Linked DNA regions of Mus musculus: region 1 is linked to region 2. Evidence: chromatin contacts called from public Hi-C data. All regions are on one chromosome and are shown on one strand. Each heading gives the region's core, a stretch centred on a gene start, on an enhancer-like site or on the middle of the called end of the contact. The rest is flanking DNA. Distances are from core to core; before and after follow the strand shown.

Evidence for each region. A called contact is a pair of places that touch in the nucleus more often than the background predicts.
Region 1: a contact with region 2 is called in a Hi-C map of bone marrow-derived macrophages, with 17 read pairs. The contact joins two enhancer-like sites. A contact is called at or near these places in 1 of 484 Hi-C or Micro-C datasets (bone marrow-derived macrophages) and 2 of 115 datasets of contacts at active chromatin or transcription factors (cardiomyocytes and oligodendrocyte precursor cells).

The regions. Positions count from the first base shown.
Region 1 is chr15:63,676,957-63,684,113 of GRCm38.p6, forward strand. No RefSeq gene overlaps it. Among named protein-coding and RNA genes, the nearest start is that of 4930449C09Rik, 38 kb to the right of the region's middle. Within about 2 kb of position 2,190, at least 29 of the 459 cell types and tissues checked have an H3K27ac peak or open chromatin away from gene starts, as enhancers often do. A contact at or near this core is called in bone marrow-derived macrophages, where this site is marked.
Region 2 is chr15:62,258,595-62,265,338 of GRCm38.p6, forward strand. It overlaps Pvt1 (Pvt1 oncogene), which reads left to right. Exons shown (of 5, transcript NR_132747.1): 5 at 1-1,621. Among named protein-coding and RNA genes, the nearest start is that of Pvt1, 220 kb to the left of the region's middle. Within about 2 kb of position 3,102, at least 79 of the 459 cell types and tissues checked have an H3K27ac peak or open chromatin away from gene starts, as enhancers often do. A contact at or near this core is called in bone marrow-derived macrophages, where this site is marked.

The DNA.
Region 1 (7,157 bases), core at 940-3,439, 1.4 Mb after region 2:
CATGGAGTAGAGGGTGGCGAGAGTCCCCCGAGCACAAAGAAGAGGTCATCAGAAGATAGGGTTTAAGGGAATATGGGAGAAAGTGATTGATCTGTCTCCTCTGGGAAGCATGCCAATCACCACTCACACTTCTTCCAAGTACCCCAACTCCACCTCTATCAGAACACCAATTCCACAGTATTAGAGCATTCTCTTTGACTGCCCCACCTGGGGCTCCATCCCATCGACAGACACTAAACCCAGACACTATTGCCAATGCCAAGAAGTACTTGCTAACAGGAGCCTGATTTAGCTGTCTTCTGAGAGGCTCTTTGGAGCCTGGCAAATACAGAGGTGGATGCTTGCAGCCAACCATTGGACTAAGCATGGGGTCTCCAATGGAGGAGTTAGAGAAAGGACTGAAGGAACTGAAGGGGTTTTCAACCATAGGAAGAACAACAGTATCAACCAACCAGACCCCCAGAGCTCCCAGGAACTAAACCACCAAGCAAAGAGTACACATGGAGGGACCCATGGCTCCAGCTGCATATGTAGCAGAGGATGGCCTTGTCAGACATCAATGGGAGGAGAGACCCTTGGTCCTGGGAAGTCTCCATGCCCCAGAGTAGGGGATTGGCAGGGCAGGGAAGTAGAAGTGGGTGGGAAGGTGGGTGAGCACCCTCATAGAAGCAAGGGGAGAACGGATGGGATAGGAAGTTTCCAGAGCAGAAACAGGGAAAGGGGATAACATTTGAAATGTAAATAAGTTACAGAGACGAAGTTTGGAGCTGAGACAAATGTATGGACCATCTAGAGACTGCCATATCCAGGGATCCATCCCATAATCAGCCTCCAAACGCTGACACCATTGCATACACTAGTAAGATTTTGCTGAAAGGACCCTGATATAGCTGTCTCTAGTGAGACTACACCGGGGCCTAGCAAACACAGAAGTGGATGCTCACAGTTAGCTATTGGATGGATCACAGGGTCCCCAATGGAGGAGCTAGAGAAAATACCCAAGGAGCTAAAGGGATCTGCAACCCTATAGGTGGAACAACATTATGAACTAACCAGTACCCCAGAGCTCTTGACTCTAGCTGCATATATATCAAAAGATGGCCTAGTAGGCCATCACTGGAAAGAGAGGCCCATTGGACTTGCAAACTTTATATGCTCCAGTACAGGGGAATGCCAGGGACAAAAAGTGGGAATGGGTAGGTAGGGGAGTGGGGTGGAGGGTATGGGGGGCTTTTGGGATAGCATTGGAAATGTAAATGAGGAAAATACCTAATTAAAAAAAAGAAATGTAAATAAATAAAATATCCAATTAGAAAAATTGGGGGGGAGCATTCTCTTCAATGCCTGATGCCTAACTCACAAACACACACAACATAATATTGTGGGCTGGGAGGCAGATGAGGGTTAATACCTCATTTTTCTGCTTTTAAACCAGCACGTAGACTAATTAGGTACTCAGGCACTCAGAAACAAGAGACCATGAGATAAGACAATCAACTGCTTTGGTGAGTGGGGAGAAGGGATAGGATAGGGGGTTTCTGAAGGGGAGTCCTGGAAAGGGGAAAACGTATGAAATGTAAATAAGGAGAAGAAGAAGAAGAAAAAGACACCTTGTTTGGAGTGTCTCTGTTATCTGAAGTTAGGAATGTGGGAGGAGAGGGGCTTCCCTGGAGATAGTGGTACTGGGCACCTTCATGAGTGAGACAGATGGTGTGCCAGGGCAGACATGGGCTGGAGGTCTAGATCTGGGATCACTTATAATAAGATGGTGGTCACACACAAGTGCAGTGTGTATCCAGAAAGGGCTGGAAATAATGAGAACAAGCGTCAGGGCCAACAGACAGAGAACCGTCTCCCAGAGAGTCCATGAAGAGCTCTCAAAAGATGACAAGACTCTGCCATTGCTGAGACAGGGCTGAGAGAAGAAAGAAAAGCTGGCCCACAACCATTCCAGAAATGTCAACGGAAAAAGGCGGTCTTTTGGAGGTCTGTGTTTTCCAGGTTCCCAGCCCTGGTCCAAAACGTTATCTTCAAACCACCATTTACTCCCAAGACCCTTCTCCGACCCTCGTCCTTCCTCTGCTATTTATGTTGCTGCTGTGGTTTTCCTTTCTGACCCTTCTCATTGAAACTTTGAAAGAAAAGGGGAAGAAAGCCAGGATGCCTCTCACTGAGTCAGGGTTAGCAGTAGGTGACAGCTTTGACCCTGTGTGTTCTCTGGGGAGACAGCATGAGGCCATAGGAAGACCAGAGGCTTCACTTCCTACCCATGACGTAAACAAGTCCATAACTTCTCAGTACCCTTGTTTCTCATTTATTTGTATCAAATACACACACACACACACACACACACACACACACACACACACACACACACATAAACACACACATGTAAACACACAAATTTCTGTTCAGTGTTGTGCCCAGTGCAGTAAGATTGTGAACATGAAGGCCATACCTAGTGCATACTACATAGCCCATAGATGTGCATTTCTGTTCCTTTGAGCAAGTTGTACAGCTGTGCAAAGATACAGCTGTTCCAGACCTCTGTGCTTTTACAACAAAAAGAGGACAGAATCAAATGGCATTCATCTTGCATGTTTATTGGGAGTATGAACATAAAAGCTCCGGGGCATTTTCAACATAGGCATCTCTGAACTTCTGGGTTGTTGGATTTTTTGTTTTTGTTTTTGTTTTTGTTTTCCCCCTTCTTACTTGGTTCTCTTACTGGAGAAGTCAGAAACAAAAGAGCTAGAATTCTAGTGTTGTCATGTGCCAGGAGATGTTGTTGTTATTTTTTTACATCCCAACCACAGTTTTCCGTCAAGGCTGAACAAAGCAACCAGTAAGAAGGAAAGGGTCCCAAAAGCAGGCAAAAGAATCAGAGACAGCCCCTGCTCCCACTGTTAGGTGTCCCACAAGAAGATGAAGCTATACAATCTTACCATATATGCAGAGGGCCTAGGTCAGTCCCATGCTGGCCAGGAGATGTCTTTTAATGGATGCATGAATGGATGGATGATGGGAAGACAGGAGGATGAAGGGCATTGTCTTAGCTAGGTTTTCTATTTTTATGATAAAACACCATGAACAAAAACAACATAGGGAGGAAAGGGCTTGCTCATTTCATTTACAGATCCACGTTAGAGTTTAAAGCTGAGGAAAATCAGGGCAGGAGCCTGGAGGCAGAGACTGAAGCAGAAGCTTAAAGGAGAACTGGCTTGCTTCCCAGGGCAAGCTCAGCCTGCTTTCTTGTATAGTAATGGGGTATGGGGGCAGGGCACTGGGCCCTCCCATGTCAATCACCAATCAAGAAAATCTACCACAAGCCAATCTACTAGGGGCATTTATTTTTTTCAATGGAGGATCCCAAATGACTGTAGCTTATATCAAGCTAACATAAAATTAACCAGCACAGATGTGTCCAGGGACATGAATAGATTCTTACACATACAGAATCGCCTTACTCAAGCTGCTTCAGTTGTACCATGATCTCCTGAGAAACTAGAGCCACAAAAATAGAATCTCAGGGGCCTAAAGACTATGAAAAATCTTTGCTCCTTGTTTTGTGCACTCACAAACTAGACATTCTTGGCCAAGTCCTGTTTAGAAATGGTTGTATAGCCTGAGAAAATTGGATTTGACTTGCCATGTAGAATTCTGTTAACACAGTTATATAAACATAGCTCTTTATTAATCTAAATTACTGGCCTTCAGGCTGAGTTTATTTTATTTGCACACAAGATCTTCCATCCCTGGGAACCCTAGAGGACAAGTGTGTCCCAATGAGAACAAGACTTTTGTAAACCACTTAGAAACAGCCCCTCAGGAGGTGCCACATAAACAAAATGTAATGAATTGTTCCCCCCCCCCCCCCGTCAAAAATGAACAATTCATAATGTGCCCCTGAATGGAACCAACAGGCCCTCTTGTCAAACACTGCACTTTGATGTCTTTTTCACTGGTTAGAAAAAAAGAAAGAAAGAAAATAACATTCTTCTTAATGACTTTTTTTTTCATAAGGAAAAGAGAATAAACGTATCCACTACCCAGCCAAGAGGACCCTCCCTGATAACTTTGGATGAGGCACACTGGACATCTAAATAAAACTTTCTTGACTACAGAAAAACTCAGCTGATACAATTACAGTATTCTCTGTGTTGGAAATCATAAGCAATTTAAAGCAATATTCCTAAATACATAGTAGGTGTCATAGACATAATAACAGAACATAATAAAAAGAAGGGCTTACTAGCATCTATTTCTCGCTAGCAAGACACTATATTGCGTTGTTCAATAGACCCACCTCAACAACCCACAGCATAAGTGCTGGTATTGCCCTCATTTTACGAGTGAGAGAACTGAGTCTGAAAGAGAGAAATTTGGGTATTTATTCTGCCACTAACTAGCTATATGATCCAGGGCAAGTGACCAATAGACCAGTTTTCTGATCTCTCAGGCAAAGCCTTTTGTTTTCATTCATCTGCTTCTGCTGAGGTTCTCTGGTTACAGAAACAGAAGTCTATACTGACAGACTTAAGCAAAAAACTTGAAGTGGAAGAAAAGGTCGGAGGAGAGGAAAAGTCGTGAATGGAGGAGTAGGAAGAAGGATGTATTGGTGTGATACTTAAGTGCTTTATACATTAGACAGAAGGTTGGGAACTGGAGAGCCAAGCTTAGAAGCAGAATATGTCAGAACAGGAGTCACAGAAGATCTGCACGCAAAGTCTACTAACCCTCTGCATTCGGGTGCCACCGTGGTGGGCCTGTCTTAGTAACTGTACTAAGTAACAGCTGCGACTGTGATAAAATGCCTTGAGAAGAGCAAGTTAAAGAAGAAATGTCTTGGTTTGACTCACAGTTATAGTCTGTCGTGGCAGGAAGGTCACAGAGCAGGAGATCAAAGCAGCAGGTACCATTGCATTCTCAGTGAAGAAGCAGAGAGTGAGGGAGACTGGGGCCCATCATGCTTCCTTTTTATGGAGTCCAGGGCCTCAGCCATGAAGCTACCTGGGTCTTCCTACCAAAGTTAAAGCTAATCACAGTAACTGCTCTCAGACTTGCCAAGGGTCTAGCCTAATCTACATAACCCCCCTTGCACATGAGCCTGGAGACTTGCATCCTAAGTGACCACAGAATCAATTGATAATTAACACTAACCGTTGCAGTTTTCCTCCCTTTTTATGCTTCATTTACTTGGTGTGTGTGTGGGGGGGGGGGGTCTGTGTGTCTCTGTGTCTGTGTGTGAGCATGCATGTGTGCATGTACATGCATGCACGACAACACAAGGATGGGTTCCAAGGATCAAGCCCTGCTTATCCAGCTTAGCAGTAAGCCCCTTTACCCTACAGCCAGCTCCTTCTTCCTTTTTTCAAGCTAGGGTTTCTCTGTGTAGCCTTAGCTATCCTAGAGCTCTCACTCTGTAGAGCAGGCTGGCCTCCAACTCAAGAAATTCACCTGCCTATGCCTCTCAAGTGCTGGGATTAAAGGCATGTGCCACTACTTTCTAACCCCTAAGATTTAAAGTCCCAACTGGGCACAGTGGTGCAGGTCTTTAATCCCAGCACTTAGGAAGCAGAGGTAGTCAGAGTTCTGTGAGCTTGAGGCCAGCCTGGTCTACACAGTGAGTCCCTAGTCAGCCAGAGCTTACGTATTGAGTCTCTGTCTTAATTAAGTAATTCCCGGTAAAAAATTTCATTTGACCCTGCATGAGTCTGCTCGGCAGAGCACAGCACATGAGTTATAACCCAAGCAATGCTGCACAGGTAAGGAGTGGGCTTCCAAAGAGAAGCTGGACCCTGTTAGGGAGTTATAGATTTTTGTGTACAGATCCACTATGACCTCAAAGATCAATTTTAAATGAATGTGTTGGTTTTCAAACTGTGTGAGAAAGTTTGAATTCCACCTAATTTATAGCACCCTACATTCTGGAAGCGGCTGTAGGAAAGGGCAGCGGAGGCTTCAGACGCTGCTGGGTTTTGTTTTGTTTTTTTCCATTGTCTCTCACATCACAGCTGTGCTGGGCCTCACAGCAGGAGCTCAGCCTAGGTCAGGAGAATTTACACCCATAAGACACCAAGAGCACGTCAACCCTCAGCTCCACTGCAGTGGAGTGCCAAACTCTTAGATGAATTCATCACACTCCGGGGACTCCTTGACTTGGTTCCTCCTATTGAAGGGAACATGGAGACAGAGACAGAAGGCAAATCATTCAGATGGCTTCAGCAGTATTTCATGTGACTGATAGTATGAGTCCAAATCAGGTCAAAAAATAATAATAATAGGGATAGAGGAAACAGAGCTTAGAAAGACATGGTAAAGGCTGACATGACAGGACCCAACGAGCTGGTGAGTAAAACAGAAACCCTGGAGTTGTTTGTGGTGCAGGTGCCTCACTGGATGAAATATCCATTAACTGTGGACGCACACGGACAGTTGTTAGCCTACAAGTTGTTAGCTTCCGAGGTAGCAGAGACATGAGAGTCACTGGGGCTAACTGGCCACCAGCCTAGCTCCAGGTTCAGTGAGATACCCTGTCTCTAGGGATTAAGGCAAGGGCGACTGAGGAGGTCATCTGATACCTTTCTCCAACATCCCTACCTGTCCACATGGGCATGCATCCCTGCACGCACACACACATCTACAACAATATGAAGACTAGCATGGAGTTTAAGGGTGAGATGTGGCAAGAATCCTTAGCAGCATTGGTTTACGCCATAGTTTTCCTTAACTATGGAAGAGCTTATGAATTGGAAGTGGGTGGTGGATCCCAAAAGTATATAAGAAAAGGAATCCACAATGCATATGGAAAGGAAGGGTAAAGAAGGTCTGAATGAATGAAAGCGAAAGAACCATTGACACCCAAGGTTAGGGGAGAGCCATCGGCAGTGTTATCTGGAACCCAGGGTAAGAAGAAAAGTCATCTGAGCCATCCAGGTGGCATATTCATGACATTGCCGGCTATCGGGGGTGCCAAAAGCACAAAGGGCAAGAATGACCACAGAAAAATGAGGTGAGAAGTTGGATATGATCTTATTTGAAAATAAGGAATGAAGAGTTCAGACTCATGGATAAGGAACTGGGACTGGGGTGATATAATCAGAACATTTTATTGCACGTATTTAGGGTACACAACGTGCTGTTTGGTATGCATGGAC
Region 2 (6,744 bases), core at 1,852-4,351:
ACACCTACAACACACTGATTGACAATATAGGTTACAGTACACATGGCTCTGCTATTTGCTTTTTGGTCACTTTGATATTCCCTGGTACCTGGGAAGAAGGAATCTCCGTTGAGGAGTTGCCTACATTTGATTAGCCCGTAGGCATGTCTCTGAGGCCTTTTCATAGTTGCTAATTGATGGAGGACAGCTTAGCCCACTGTGGGTGGTGCCATCTCCTGGACATGGGGTCCTGGCTTATATCAGAAGGGAAGCTAAGCATGCGCCTGGGAGCAAGCCAGTAAGTAGGTCTCCTCCATGGTCCCTGTCTCTGCTCCTGCCCTTAATTTCCTCAGCGAATGACTGATGCAAACATGTAAGCCAAACAAACCCTTCTTTCCTCTCTGTTACTGTTGGTCGTGGTGTTTATCACAGCAATAGGAAAAAACACTAGGGCAGTGACGTATAAGAGTGCACTGTGCCATTGTGAGGATTCAATATCCTTAGCGATCTTCAGAAAAAGTTTACTATGGTGCCTGGAGCATTGTTATTTGCAGAGATCCCTAGTGGCTCCTGGGCCTCAGTTTCCCTGTCTTCATTCTGTCTGTATTATATAAGCATGGTGTCCATAGCTCTAGCTCTTGCTTAATGATTCAACTGAGTAGGTACAACCATGCTGACCAGCCATGACATGTCCTGCCTGGCCATAGCCTGGAGTTGGACACAGAAACAGGGGCATAGCTGCCTACTGTGTGTGGCACAGTGTGTGTCAAACTCCTGGAGGCAGCCAGGCAGCCATCTCTATATTCTTCCTATCAGAATTCCTTTCACAGGTCCAAGCCATCTTAAGATGGATAAAGGCCTGGCCTTCAGGCAAGGCTATGCCTGTCAGTTCCGAATCTCCAGCTAAGTGGACTTGCAGCCCTCCCTGTCCTCTGGATGTCTGCATCATTCATACAAGGGACACGTTCTCTTTAGAGAAGAGCGTCTTCTGGGCTTCTCCCAGGTTGGAAGTGTCCTCTACTTCTTTCTTCCTGGCAAAAGCACTGGCCTAAGCAGCTCAGGAACAACCTACAATAGAGGGAGGGCCTCTTACCTCGGATGGAAGTGGAAACATAGTCTCCACGTTGGAACTGAGTCTTGGTTATGCTCTGAGAAGTAGCCTGGATTTCTAAGATCTCATGCTCATCGTTTTCTCTGGAGGCCCAACTCTGTTCTCATGAGCCCTGGCACGTTCCCTACCAGCATCTTTGTTTCCTATCTGAGGAGTGCGGATGATGCTTCTCCTGGTAAGGGGTATGAATAGAATTCCTGCCTGTGTTCTATGTGCTGAATCCCAGAGCCTAGAGTAGGGCCTGGGCTCTGGCGATTGACTGGTAAACACTTGTTTTGGAAGAGATAGTAGAGTCTTTGGAGTTCCTGGCACAATCTTCTTGGATAGTTGCCTGTGCCCGTTCTAAACCAGGATCTGACTAATTACAACTCCTCCTGCTTGCATTAAAGTTTTATTGGAACATGGCGGTGTTCACGGTTTTATATGATGTCGTCGAGCTTCTTTGCTCCCGCACTGGTAAATTTAATAGTCATGAGAGAGATATGGCCGTGAAGCCTAAAATAAAAACTATGTGGCACTTGGTTACAAAAATTGGGCTCCTGTTTTACATATCAAGGCCACCTTGTCTGACAGTGATCATGGATTTTGTTTTTTCTTGCGCAGGTGCTTGGGGCAATTATAAGTCAGAAATCAGAAGTGAGCTGGTCACCTTGAGGTCCATATTTTGCTTGCTTTCTCTATGATAGTTAGAGTTTCATCGTCACTTTATTTTGTCCTTTTAACTCTGTCCTGGCCCTGTTCTCCCTTGTAAGGTGTTACTTTCATTTCTGTCTAAAGAGAAACTGAACCCACCTGTTAACTGCTGGCCTTTTCTTTAGGGACTGACCTTATGCCCTATAAGAGGGCCAGGGAACTAAAATGGACATAACACAGTAGAGTCTACTTCATAGATTCAAAGGCTGGGATGCTAGGAAGTCCAGGACAGAGTCCAGGAGAGAATAGAGAATATACAGAGTGCTCTTCTTTTCCAGCATCCCAAATGGCACCTTGGTCTTCTTGGAGTCAACTCCCCCATCATTAAAATGGCCACAACAATGTCCACTAATCTGGTTCTCATGGTGGCTGAAGCATGAGATGTCTATTGCTCAGAGCACAACAGAGTTGTTAGATAACATTTAGAATCTTTACTATAGTTTAGATGTGAGACGTTTAAAAAGATCTCTGCTATGTGCTCTTAATCTCTATAATGGTCAACAGCCACCACTGAGAGCTAATTAGGTAGGACCTTGTTTCTGGCCTAGTGAGGGACATCTTCCTAGGCTAAGAAGCATCTGTGAAGTACCTTGAGATCTGGTCCTGGAGGCTGCTTGTCCTGTTGCTAGCCAAGCAATCCTATGGGTCAGAGTCACAGCATAATATAGCTATTAGACAATTTTCTTTTTCTTTTTTCCCCCATCCAGAGAATAATAAGCTCTCAAGTTCCTCCACCTCTAGCACAAGACTACACAGGGATATCTATAGCCTACAGAACTCACTGAGAACCCCATATCTGAGACTCAGGGAAGGAGCCAAGCTCAAGGCTTAGCTTGGTTGGCCAGTCAAGATTTTCAGGTGATCAGTGAGCTTTCTCTGTCTCATTTGTGGTCCATTGTAAATGATCTAGAACTGTTTCTGAGTGTGTAGAGGGTGGCTTACTCTGAGAACACTTTTGCCGGTAGGCTAATAGCTTCCAATGAGAGGTCCTTGAGAGTAGGATCCCTTGTGCTTCTGCCCTGGCCATGGAACTTCAGAGGTCCTGGACCTGTGAGCAAGAACACTGTTGTTTTGTTTTGTTTTTACTCCTAGCACAGGCATGAACTCCTGCACTTGATTCTAGTCCCGCAGAACTTGTATTGCTGGTGTTTGTGAGTGGCTGCTTTCTAGAAAGCAATATCTTTACCCTTGCCCTCTTAGAGGTATACGGGGAGAGAGAATCAGAACTCCAGTTTACATGCAGCTAGAGTTCTGAGGTAAAGTGACTCACTTAGGGCCACCCAGAAAAGAGCAGTTTGGCTGTCCTCCCAGGCCCTCTCCCTCTGATCATCCAAATATGGTAACACATGGTGACACAGAGCCACATGCTCCTCCTGGGTCTTCTGAGGCAGAGAGCTTCCAGGGACACTTTGGAATGAAGGAAATAGAATCCAAGAGACCTCTTTCAGAGACCGCCAAGCAAATCTTCTCAAGAATCCTGGCAGAATGTTGTCATTCTCTCTCTGAAAGGGGTGGCTCTTGGGATACTGTCCAGGTCACTGTGAACACATAGCAGAAGAAATGTCCTCCCAGCCTGCAGGGACCACCTTTTTCCAGGCCTTCCTCTGCTGGAAGCCTTCTTTACTCAACGCTTTCCCCTTTGATAGTCACCTCGACTGACCTTGAAGCCTCCTTCAGTTTTCTCTATACACAGAAACAGAATGTCAGTCTTTTTTTTTTTCTTTTTTCAAGAGTGACATAGAGCATCAATGGGAGGGGAGGTCCTTAGTCCTGTAAAGGTTCGATGCCCCAGCGTAGGGGAATGCTAAGGTAGTGAGGCAGGAGTGGGTGGGTGGGTGGGGGGATCACCCTCATAGAAGCAGGGGAGATGGGGGAATGAGATAGGAGGTTTGCAGAGGGGAAGCTGGGGAGGGGATAAAAATTGAAATGTAAATACATAAAATAACCAATAAAAAAAGAGTGACATATAATCACTAAAGAATATTCAAATAAGCAAAATTAGCCTCCTTTCTTTTCTACTTTTTTCTCCTTGCTTCCCTTCTTCCTTCTTTCCTCATTTCCCCCTCACCTCCCTACCCTTTCCTCCCTCCTTTTAAACTTTTGTCTTTATTTTCTTCTTCCTCTCCCTTCTCCTTTCCTTCCCTCTCTTTCTTCTTCCTTCCTTTTTCCTTTCCTCTTTCTTTAAAAAGTCTTGTTAAATATTTTACATATTTATGCAAATGTGCATTTATTTAAATAGCACCTGGACACCTGCTCTTGGTTCACCACCAGCTTGGTTCTGGTGATCGACACGATGACACAAGATGGATGAGGCTCTGCTCGGCTGAGCATGTGGCCAGTGGCGGACACAGATCCGAGTCAAATTTCAGATGAAACATAAGGAGATAACTAACTTGGGTTTAAGAAGAACAAAGATAAGCAATGAAGGGAAAGAGAATTAAAGCAGAACACATCCACTTGGCATGGGCTTCAACTGAGTCTCTTTCTGGGGACAGGATAGTCAAGCCAAGGTTTGAAGGAGCTGGCAATGCAGGGAAAGGGGAGGTGGGCCCACAGGTTTGAGAGACACCAGGCTTTTATTTTAAAATCACTGTGGCTTCTGAGTGGAGAATGGTCTAAAGAAGGGACTGGAGCAGGGTCAGTGTGTGTGCCTTGGGACTGGGAACACTCAAACAAAGGTTTGCTTAGAAGAGTGGAAGCCCAGAAATCCAAGGGCTTTGGTGCAATGTGGCAGAGAAAAATGAGATAATCTACAGAGAAGAGCATTGTGTTCTAGAAAGAGTTCCAAGGCATGGCCTGTCTTTACAGTACTCTTCCTAGCCAGCAACATCAGGAACTTAAAGTTAGTGAAGCTGATACTAGAATTCAGAGATTGGAGATGGTAAGCTGTGAGCTGTTATTTTGAGTCCTAGAGGAGTCTAGGGATCAGAACAGGGAGACAACCTACCTAAAATCCCAGTTGGAGCACTATGGGAAGAAAACTGACTTCTTGTGACCCAAATCCTTGTCTGTCTTCCAGATTGTTCCTATCCATAGCTTTGATCCTTGTTTGCCCTCTCCTATCTGCAGTCAAGTACTTGGAACATTCCTTTGTCAGGCCTGACTTCTGTCAAATGTCCCCCAATTGCTTCTTCCGTGCTTCTGCTCAGTGTCTTATGGCCTCAGATACTGAAGGTCTTCTCCATTTCCTCTCTTGCAGTTTCCTGATCCTGCATTTTTCAGTCCCTATTAGAGTTTGGAATAAGCCCTTCTTGGACTGTCCTCTTACATGTCCAATCTATGAGCAGGACATATCCAAAATGACAGTTTCACATTTTCCCCCCTGTTCCTACCATGGTCCAGCCACATTCCCCTTGCCTAGATTATTAACACAGCCATTGGATTCTTGTTCCTGTTTCTGCTTTACCTTTCAATAGTTATTCTTAAGGCAAAGCTAGGCAACCTTCGAAAATGGAAGTCCTACTACAAGACCCCAACAGCTTCTCAAGCCCTAAGTTTCTCACATTTTACAAAGATGGGGCTTAAATAATCATAACACCCTGGACTCTGGCTTACCATCTCCTAATGTCATCCTGCTCTCTCTCCCCTCTAACTGCAGTTCAGGGTAGAATTCTGTCCCAGGTTCTTTGTAAATGATGACTCCTCTTTCTTTTCATTGCTCAGTTCCTCCTCTGGGCCAGATAACAATATCCCCATGATAACATTCAGACTTCCCAGCATCTGATGATGCCCGTGAGTCCTCTGGATAGCTTTACTGTCCTCTAGTGAGCTTGGTGCTTTTTCAAGTGCCTCACATGTTTCAGCTACTCTGCCCATTTCTTTGCCCATGGTATAATAATCTCTAGGAAACAGAGATTTGGCTTGTCTGTCAGGAAGAAGTGCACATAAGAGATGCTCTACATAGCTATTTGGGAATGAATATCGGGTAGCCTTAGATCAGAAGAAGCCTGCCCAGAAGAGAAACATTAATATCTGACATAACCCTTTGCTCCTGGACCCCAAGATACCCTACTTCCTTTTTTTTTTTTTTTTTTTTTTGACAGAAGGATGCTCCCTATTCTCTTCTGATGTTTGCCAGGATGTCACAGGGATACTTTCTCCTCAGTCTCCATTTTACTGCTAAGAACAATTTTCTCCCATCTGAAAGCCATAGAGTGTCAGGTCAGTCACAAGTGGGGTGCTGTTTTAAAGTGTGGAAGAACCTGGTATAAGACTCCCTGTCAAGACAGCTACCTCTCTGGGACAAACACCAGTATGAGCTAGGACCAATGATCGCCTTTATCAGAGGAGGAAGAGCTGGTCAGTTCCTTTGTCATTCTCTCCTCCCTCTCCTGGTACAACATGATCAGTGTGCTGCCCACGGGACTCCCTTCCTGCCCAGCTTGGGACAGGCTGGCTTCTTCCTGCCTGGCTTGGGCTTTGCCACTGCCTATGCCACTCTGTTGCTCTGTGTGTAATGTGTGGAACTGATTTCCTGTCTGAGATAGCTTTTGTTACTAAACCTTGACAGAAACTTAAAAGAGAAAGAATTTATTTCAGTGTATGGTGTCGGAAGGGTTAGCCTATCATTAAAGGGCAGGTGGAGGAGAACAGCCTAAAACATGGAGATGAGATGTGGGGAAAGGTAAAAGTTTGGTCTTCTAGCAACATCCCCCTTAGATTGGAGTCTTCCCCTTTGCTTAATTTTCTGTGACCCTTAGACAATCCCAGAATGTGGTCAGCCTCTCAGGGACTGTAAATGCAGCCAAGATAATAATGATTAACTGTTACACTCCTGAAGGTAAGGTCAAATCCTAACCTTCAGAACCTGTGAATGTGACCTTTGTAGATGCTAAGTTCAGCTAGGGTTACACTGAAGAATACATATGGCAAGAAGGTTACAGGCAGTGGGAGGCAGGAACGTAACTGGTGCTTCCACAAGCCATGGACTGCAGGATCTAGCAGGTATGAGGAAGAGGTGT